Regions from separate parts of the Sus scrofa genome. Here region 2 is linked to region 1. A link is a contact called in public HiChIP or PLAC-seq data. All regions are on one chromosome and are shown on one strand. The core of a region is the stretch at or near the end of the contact, and the rest is flanking DNA. Distances in the headings are between cores, read along the strand shown. Region 1 holds the start of EXT2 (exostosin-2). Region 2 holds the start of ALKBH3 (alpha-ketoglutarate-dependent dioxygenase alkB homolog 3).

What was found. HiChIP or PLAC-seq counts read pairs in DNA pulled down with a chosen protein or histone mark.
Region 2: a contact with region 1 is called in an H3K27ac HiChIP or PLAC-seq map of alveolar macrophages. The contact joins the promoter of ALKBH3 here to the promoter of EXT2 in region 1. A contact is called at or near these places in 1 of 5 promoter capture datasets (liver), 2 of 47 Hi-C or Micro-C datasets (brain and liver) and 2 of 2 datasets of contacts at active chromatin or transcription factors (alveolar macrophages and skeletal muscle).

Annotation. Positions count from the first base shown.
Region 1 is chr2:18,236,682-18,241,135 of Sscrofa11.1, reverse strand. It overlaps EXT2 (exostosin-2), which reads left to right and starts at 1,907. Exons shown (of 18, transcript XM_021083158.1): 1 at 1,907-2,064. ACCS (1-aminocyclopropane-1-carboxylate synthase-like protein 1) reads left to right here. Exons shown (of 15, transcript XM_021083160.1): 15 at 1,812-1,889. The coding sequence ends at 1,852.
Region 2 is chr2:18,446,417-18,450,870 of Sscrofa11.1, reverse strand. It overlaps ALKBH3 (alpha-ketoglutarate-dependent dioxygenase alkB homolog 3), which reads left to right and starts at 2,586. Exons shown (of 10, transcript XM_003353890.4): 1 at 2,586-2,746. LOC102168147 (a long non-coding RNA gene) reads right to left here and starts at 2,551. Exons shown (of 3, transcript XR_001306861.2): 1 at 2,404-2,551.

The DNA.
Region 1 (4,454 bases), core at 658-3,157:
CGCTGGTGTGTTCATTTACATCCCACGCGGCTGTAAAGCTCGCTGGTAACGATGCTCAGCAGAGACTCTTCTTTTCCACTCTTTGGACAAGACAGACCAATTTTTTGTTTGTTGTCACTGATGTTGAGCCAATTTTTCCAGTCTCCTATCTCAAAGCCTTAGCTTTACATGTTCTCCACATTCTCTCATCTTGTATACCCAACTTGTAGCTTCAACACTCAGTTTTCCCACTTCAGCTTCATTTCCTGCTCTTGCATATTTTCTTTGCTTTTATTTGTATAGAAAGAGCATAAGGTGAGCAGATTCTTCAAAGGCTGTGCCTAACACAGGTCTTTTTTTTTTTTTTTTTTTTCTTTTTAGGGCCGCACCTGCAGCATGTGGAGGTTCCCGGGCTAGGGGTCAAATCGGAGCTGTTGCTGCCAGCCTATGCCACAGCCACAGCCACTTGGGATCCAAACCGAGTCTTGCGACCTATGCCACAGCTCACGGCAACGCTGGATCCTTAACCCACTGAGCAAGGTCAGGGATCGAACCCGAAACTTTATAGTTCCCAGTCAGATTCGTTAACCACTGAGCCACGACGGGAACTCCAAAACATGTATACTTTTAATACAGAGAAAGACAAAGAAGAAAGTGAAAATACTCTCCACTTATCCATTTCTCACATGTGGTATACGAATGCTAAATTTCTCAATGTTTTTTGGGGGGAGATATAGATTTGGAGAGCAGAGCAAGTGTTCTCTTGATGTGGGGAGTCAGAATGTGGGTTTCCTGCCTTCAGAATATTCTCGTCCTAATCTCCCTGGATCTGTGACAAGCAGGCATTAACTCACAAGAATATTCCTGGAATCTCTGTTGCTTCTGGGAGCCCCAGTGGGTCTCTAGACTCAGAATCATCCCCATGAATATTTAAGCTCTAAGTGATAACTTCCACCAGATGGTGCTAAGATACAGCTGGGACCAGATGGATTTGGATTCTGCAGCCAATATCTGTAGACTGCATAGATTCAGTGGCATCATTTCATTAACTTCTCCGTAACATTACCCTGCATTTGACTGAATTTTTTAGACTCCAGTCACTGTCTTATGATAGGGATTTTGCTGTGTAGTAGAAGACTAGATCATGTACTATGAAATGAAGAAAGAAATAAAATGAAAGTGAAAGTTTTTCTTCCCCATATCTACCTCCACAATTAATCCCTCTAAAACTGTTTATTGCTTCTTGGATTCCTTCCAGAAAAAAATGATATATATGCCTGAAGTTAAGCATCTACCTATATATTTTCTCTCTTCTGTTTTTGCACATATATATATAATTACATAAAAGGGAGCATACTTGTCTATTTTAAACTGTTTTCATATTAACATGTCTTTGAGATCTTTCCATACCAACAATATACATTCTTTCTCTCATTATTATTCTAATCATAATTTATTTTGATTAATATAAAAATTTCAATAGTTTATTTTGGTTGTTGCTGGGTTTATGCTATTCTTAGAAACAACGCTGTAATAAATATTTTTGATAATAGTTGTTGAGAATATCCATAGGGGAGACTCCATACAGAGGGGTTATTGGGGAAAATTATCAGCATTTTACATTTGATGGATAAGGCTGACTTGCCCTTCAAGAATGTCGCATGCTCATCAATAGTGATTACAATAAAACTTTTAAATTTTTGTCAGTTTTATAACTATTTTATAAGTGACGCATAATGCCTTGGTGTTTAGGTTTGCAGTTTCTTTATTATGAGGGATGCTGCAGGTCTTCGAATTTCACTGTGGAACCTAAGCTTCTCCCGCCCGCCTAGGAGAAACGCTCAGCGGTGCCTTGACTCCTCCCGTCCAGTAGAGGGCGTGGGCCCGGCCCCGGCGGCTTCCGCATGCGCAGTGCCCTCGGTGTCAGACCGCCGAGCCCAGTTGCCGGCTCTCGGCTCTCCGCTGGCTGTAGCAGAGCCGACACCGCTGGTGGCGACCCGCAGCTCCGCACGATCCCTCCTTGGCGGCTGTGGCCCACGCCCAGCGGCATGAGCTGGTGACCAACAGGAGGCAGCCGTGGCCGAGGTAAGTGCGGCCTGGAAGGGCCTGGTGGGCCTTGGGTGCTGGCTTGGGCCTCTCCCGGCCGCGGCGGAGTCGGGCCCCTATCACCGGGGGAGCGCGGACGGCGGGGAGGTCGGAGGGCTACTGGAGGAGACCCTCACCCCCACCGGAGCCACTCACGGTGCTTTCCCGCTTTGGGGGCGCTTTGACTTCTGCCCCGCCCTCTCCTTCACCACCTGGCCCGCCCTGCACTTTGGTTTCCCACCTGCCTCCCTTGCTCACACCTTTCCTTTCTCCCAGAATCCTGTGGCGTCCTTTCCGAAGGGCCCACCCTCTGCCATGACCCCTCTCCGCTGCCTGCTCTTTCCTGCGAGCTGCAGGGATCTGCTTCCTCCCACGGGGATTCTTGAGCTTTGGGCCCTGTGGTGGCCAGTGGCGTCCTGTGCAGGACCTGGCGCTCCCGTGTCAAAGGTGGCCAGTGGTGTCCCGGCCCTGGGCATGTAGTTGAAAGTCAGAAGCATTTGGAGTTTTACTACTGGCTGCAGAAACAGGTATATCTATACAATTTTGAAGTTAAAATTCCTTGGTGTTACTTACTGGGAAGTGCTAATTTAGAAGTGTTCTTATTTGTCTGAAGATAGCTTGAAATAGACATGTGTCAATTTCAGTTCTTCTTTGTCAATGGAGTGCCCTAAGGAGATAAACTGGACTTTGTTTGTAAACTTCAGAGCTCAAAGGCTAGATATGGTGATAAAATATATGACTCAGTTTCTGTCCTTCCTGGCTTCTGCTGACTTGAGCCATGGGGTTGCATATGGCCATGTGAATGGGTAGATTTTGCCTCTCTCAAGTCAGCTGGCTCATTGAGCAATGCGAAAGGTGTATCTAATTCCGGCTTTTAAGGGTAGCAGGGGAGGCAGCTTCACCTGGCGGTTTAGACAGAGCTCCGGCTCCAGAGCTAGGCTGCCATTCTCTATATGCCTTGGCATTTTCTAGTTGTGTGACAGTGGGCAAGTTACTTAGCCGTCCTTGTTACACTTTCCCCATCTGTAAAATGAGAATAATAATAGCTTGTCACATGGCACTGTTAGGAAGATGAAATAAGTTAACTCAAAGTACTTAAAACAGACCTTGGCGTGTAGCAGGGCCAAAGTCATGTGTAGTTATCAGTCCTTTAATTACAAGCATTGTGTTCATTATAGTACAATTCTTGTAAGGGGGCACATGTCTTTATTTTTTATATAAACCATTTTTAGGCGTGGTTAGCTATAATGTAACTTTAATTATAGAGACCCTTATCAGGTAAGGCAATGAATCACAGATTTTCCTGCTTTTGCCAGTATCTGATTCCTTTCTTTTCAGAAACAGTTGGGTTAAGTTCCAGTGTAACAGCAGCCCCAGGAGTTCAGCTGTGAGGGTTTCTCTGAAAAGGTTAAGACAGGAGATTGTGATTGAAAACTAAGTGGATTGGGAGTTCCCGGCATGGCTCAGGTGAAGTGAATCTGACTAGTAACCATGAGAATGAAGGTTCAATCCCTGGCCTCACTCAGTGAGGATGTGTTGTTGCTATGAGACCTGTGGTATAGGTCGCAGAAGCAGCTCGGATCTGGTGCTGTGGCTGTGGTACAGGCCTGTGACTACAGCTCCGTTTCAACCCCTGGCCAGAGAACTTCCCTGTGCTGCAGGTGCAGCCCTAAAAAGCCAAAAAAAGAGAGCGAGAAAGAAAAGAAAACTAAATGGATTGGACGTAGCCTAAAGCACCGAGGAAAGGTTACTCAGGCCAAGTTTAGGAATAAATAATTCCAGGAACAGAAAATGCGAATCATTCTGACAGTAGAGTGGCACTGAAAGATTTTTCCAGTGATTCAGTGCTTGCCATCTGGCCAGGTGATCCCATTGTAGGGATAGTTTTGATGTGCCTCAAGGAGGCTAAAGTTTGTAGGGTTCTGTTGTGAAATTCTTATTTTAACCCAGGTTGGTGTATTATATGGAACAAACATTCACTAGTAGAAGATCCTTTTGGTTTGTCCTCGTCAGGGAAGCTCAGTGTTAGAGGAGAGAAGGGTGGTCATGGGGGGGGGGGCAGGTACAGAAAATTCCATCTGTGGAATTACCTAGCCATTTTTTCTTCCTTTGGAAATGAATTCAAGAAAGAAATTAATCAGAGTTCATCACTGTATAATTCCTCAAAACTTGGTCCTTGAACAGTATGTGCCCTGATGGAACCAGGAAGGCTAGAGACACTCCTTTCTTCAGCAAACACTTAGGTTTATGTGAAATGTGTTCTAGACCCAGTATTAGAATAGTAAGATGCTGACAGGTGGTGGGTTGGGGTGTGAGATGCCCTGGCCAGCACTGGCACTCTAGTGCTTGAGCAGTGTGCAGAAGGGTCCCCCTAAGGCTGGTGGAGTTGG
Region 2 (4,454 bases), core at 1,337-3,836, 210 kb before region 1:
CTGGAGGCAGCCACTTGGTAGCCATTGCTATCACATGCTCACTGTACCAGTCAGGACTCGGAGTTTCCTTCGTGGCTTAGTGGTTAACGAATCCGACTGGGAACCATGAGGTTGCGGGTTCGATCCCTGGCCTTGCTCAGTGGGTTAAGGATTCCACGTTGCCGTGAGCTGCAGTATAGGTTCCAGATGCAGCTCGGATCCTGCATTGCTGTGGCTCTGGCGTAGGCCGGTGGCTACAGCTCTGATTTGACCCCTAGCCTGGGAACCTCCATATGCCGAGGGATCGGCCCAAGAAATGGCGAAAAGACAAAAAACCCACACAGTCAGAACTCAAGCACGAGACAGAAACCATGTAGTCATTCAAACAGGGAAGAATAATAATTAACTATAATAGGGTATTACCTACAAGGGGGAAAGGAAAACTCTAATATACAGAACTAGAAGATACAGAGAGCAGCCCCTGCCTACCTCTATGCTGAAGCACAACAAAAAAGGAAGCACGAATCCAAAAGCACTCCCTCCCTTCAGCAAGCACAGACCTAGGCTGTACTTTTCAGGTCATCTGCTTCAGGTGAAGGTTTCACAGGGTTCTCAAGAAAAGGACTAGTCTTCTCAGACACAGGAGAGCAAGTTGCTTCCACTGCCAAGGGAGGCTCGGGGTGCTCAAGTGGTCAGTTTCATCTGGGTTCAAGCAGATGTTCCCTATTTCAAGCTTAATAAGGGTGTAAATTCAACTCATTCAGCGCACAGAGAGGAGCCAACCACAGCTGGTCCCCAGGCACCTGCAAAGCCAGCTGAGACGCATACCCTGGAGTCAGGGAAAAGAGCCCTTTCTTCCTCTAATATTCCTCCAGTATCCTTCACTGATGAAGCTTAACCCTGAGCCAAGTGGCAAGAGAGAAATGTAATACCACTGCAAGCAGGGCAGTGAAGGATGGCATTGGAGCCGAGACTCAAAGAGCTAATGACTGGCAATACATCTCATCTTCATTCTCTCTCCCATGGTTTCCACTACCGCCCCCTAACAAAAACACAAATACTGCAAATAGAAATGAGGAAACCCAGGATGCCAAGACCTATGGAGAACATCTTTCTAAAACTATACACCCACATGTTTACAGTGTGACCAACCATCTTGGTTTTCCCAGCACTGTTCCAGCTTTAGCACTTGATGTCCTGTGTCCTGGGAAACCTAAGTCCCAGACAAACTGGAACAATTTGTCACCCTACATGCATCCCAAAGGTTTTCAAACATTCTCAGAATTACCTTGGGCACTTGGTAAAAAAAATACAGGCGATTCTATTAAATCTGTTAGAGGTGACGTGGTTATTTGGGGGTGCAAGCAGACCATGGACTGATTTTTAAGAAATGTTCTACTTTGAGGACAATCCAGGACTTCTTTGTTCCTGTTCCAAAACGATAATCATTGAAAAGAAAGAAATGACATCCTTTGGAAGATACAGATAAGTTCCTGAGTTAGGAGCAGACACTGAAACAGTATTAGTTGATGGGGGCAGGGGAGATAAAAATTACAGGCTGAACTTACCATTTTCCTCTCCTTTCAGTTCAAGGATAAATCATTTCCCTTCAATGTCACAAAGTATAACAGAGAATAATGGATGCTATGAAATTAGACTTGATAGTAGCAACAATTGAGGGTTGTTGATGGGGTACACTGAGCTTCCTGAAGGTAGCACTATATAATATAAAGTATATTTTGAAGACTTCCACAGTGACTACCTATCCTTTGGTAGAGCTTAGAGAAAAACGTGCACAAAGTAGTTCATTTAGTGCTACTTTCGCTATTTTCACACTGTGAGGTACTTGGTTTAACATGGCTAATTTAAAGATGTTTCTCAAGAACTCGGGGTGAAGGGAAGACACTCTTCTATCAACCTTTACTGAGTATCCATTGCGTTCCAGGCATTGTGCTAAATTATTTAAATGCACTGTCTCATTTAAATCCTCCCGAGAGAGCCTAAGTCCACTTTATACAGAAGCAGGGTACTCGACCTAGATTATACGCCTAGTAAATGATGGCATATAGACTCTAAAGCAAAATTTGTTAGCACTGTAGAACCATGATGAATAAGGCGTGGTCCCCAGTCCTGTGCTAAGTGCTATGACTTAGGTATGTACAGGCGGCAATTGGAAGATAAAGTAGGTGCACCTTACACTATCAATGGCTTTTAGGGTAAAAGTCAAATCCTTTCTTTCAGCACATTATGACCAAGTTCCCGAATGCCTCCGCCCTTCCACCAGCCCTCCCTAGTACTCAGTCGCTCTCTCGGCACAGACCAAAGAGGTGGGAGGGAGCTTGGACGTCTCCAGTTTGGGAGAAGGGAACGTGTGAGGGTGATGTTTAGAGGGACCTCGACCTTGGAAACACATTTCATTCCTACCTTCGCCACATCCCTGCCCCTCTCGGGGTTCCACCGCACCTTCAGTCTCTGTGCTCCCCTCGAAGCCCAGCCCTCCCACCTGCACCTTCAGCGACTCGGCCCTCTCGCCGCCGAGGATGCAGAGCTACCCGGATTTCGGGCGGTGGCGCCGGAAGTAGCGGCGGCGCGTGACGTCAGAGGAAGTGCCTGTTGCCGCGGCCTGCGGTTGGCAGTTACTGGAGTCGGTGCTCCACTCTCAAGGTTCCCCCGACAGCAGGCGGTGGAGCAGGCTGAAGCAGCGGGAGCAGCGGGGTTTGTTTTAGGACCAGCGGCTTTGAACCTGCGCGCCCGGCTCCGAGGGCAGGTGCGGTCTCCTGGCTTCCCGCAAGGTGCCCGGGGCTGCGAGTGTGGGGACTGCCCTTCACGGACGACCGCAGGGACCTTATGCAGGGTCGAAAATAGGGAAAGTTGCCAAACCTTAGTGAGAGGACCTGGCTCTTGCACCTGCGAGGATCGCTTAATATGCACTTCGACCGTGAGGAAAGTATTGGTTCCTCTGTTTACAGAGGAAGAAACGGGCTCAGAAAGGTGAAGTCATTTGCCCCAGGCCTGCAGCTGAGAACTGTCAAGATTCACAGCGAGTCCTTTGGTGCCAGAGCCCTTGCTCTGCACTGCCCCAGGTTCTCATGCATAATTTGGGTAAAGAATCCTGGCATGGACGGTGGGGTTAGTTAACAGTTTCTGGGACACTGAAAATGCAGTAGGTCAGGAATGGGGCTCTGGAAGCTGTATTTTCAAAAGCCGTGGGAAGTATAACACATCGTTTCCCCGTGAACAGAGCAAGAGCGATAGATAATTGTCATGTTAAGCTTTTAAGGCCTCAGTTGAGAGAAAATGTCAAACGGCGGCTTCCTCTACAAATCTTGTGGGATTGGAAAGTTGGTATTTGATTCTGTCATTCACTATTGAGGCAGATGGCAGCCTCTGTCCTCTCCCCACCTATTAAACGAGAAGCCTGACTTAGTACAAGGGGGAATTTGTTATACATACACATTCCCGAGGCCAGCCTGTTTCTACTGAAATCGGAAGGTCTGGGGGTGGGGCTGGGAATCTAGGCTAAATTAGCTATACAGTGAGCCTGTTACCTTTGAGAACTTGAGATGTAAAGCTGTCTTAGACCCATGAAGAAATGGATTTTAGGTTCAGAAGGTGCCCAGAACCTTCGCGTTTTTGTTTTGTTTTGGCTGTGCATGCTCCTATATTTGCTGTAGGTTAAACTTTCATTAGCAAAAATGTTGAATTAGTGTTACTGGGCATTATGAGGTGGATTTTTTAATTAGCTGAATACTGAAACACAATAACATTTGAACTTTAATCTGCCTACTACTGATTGATTTCCTGGGTGACACAGGGTGAGCCACTTAACTTGTGGTCCTTATATACTTGTTTGTGATGCTCTCTTATGTCTTATAATCATGTCTTGTTACAAATACCTGTATCCATCCTACATCAGATCTCCTAAGACAGGCCATGGGTATTTTTAACAAGCTCCCATAGAAGTTTGATGCAGCCTGTGATAATGGAATATGGAAATGCCCTAGGAAACTGAGTCTTAGCCTATTTCTGAGTGTTCACGTAGGTGGAATTTTATAGTTTTCTAATATTCTGCTCTTGGGAGACTCACAAGAGTAATGTATTTTATGATAGATCCTGGGTTTAGTTTTTTTAGTTTTTGTTTGTTTATTTTTGCTTTTTTAGGGCTGCACCTGTGGCATATGGAAGGGGTCAAATTGGAGCTGCAGCTGCCAGCATACACTGCAGCTCATGGCAATGCAGGATCCTTAACCCACTGAGCAAGGTGAGGGATTGAACCTGCATCCTCAGGGACACTAGTTGGATTTGTAACCTGCTGAGCCACAACAGGAACTCCTTAGAATTTTTTAACATTTACTTTCTTGTGAATGAAATGAAAGTACTGTGCTAAAATAAGCATTACAAAAGATAAACATTAAAAACAACATCCCAAAGGAGTTCCCGTCGTGGCTCAGTGGTTGGCGAATCCGACTAGGAAC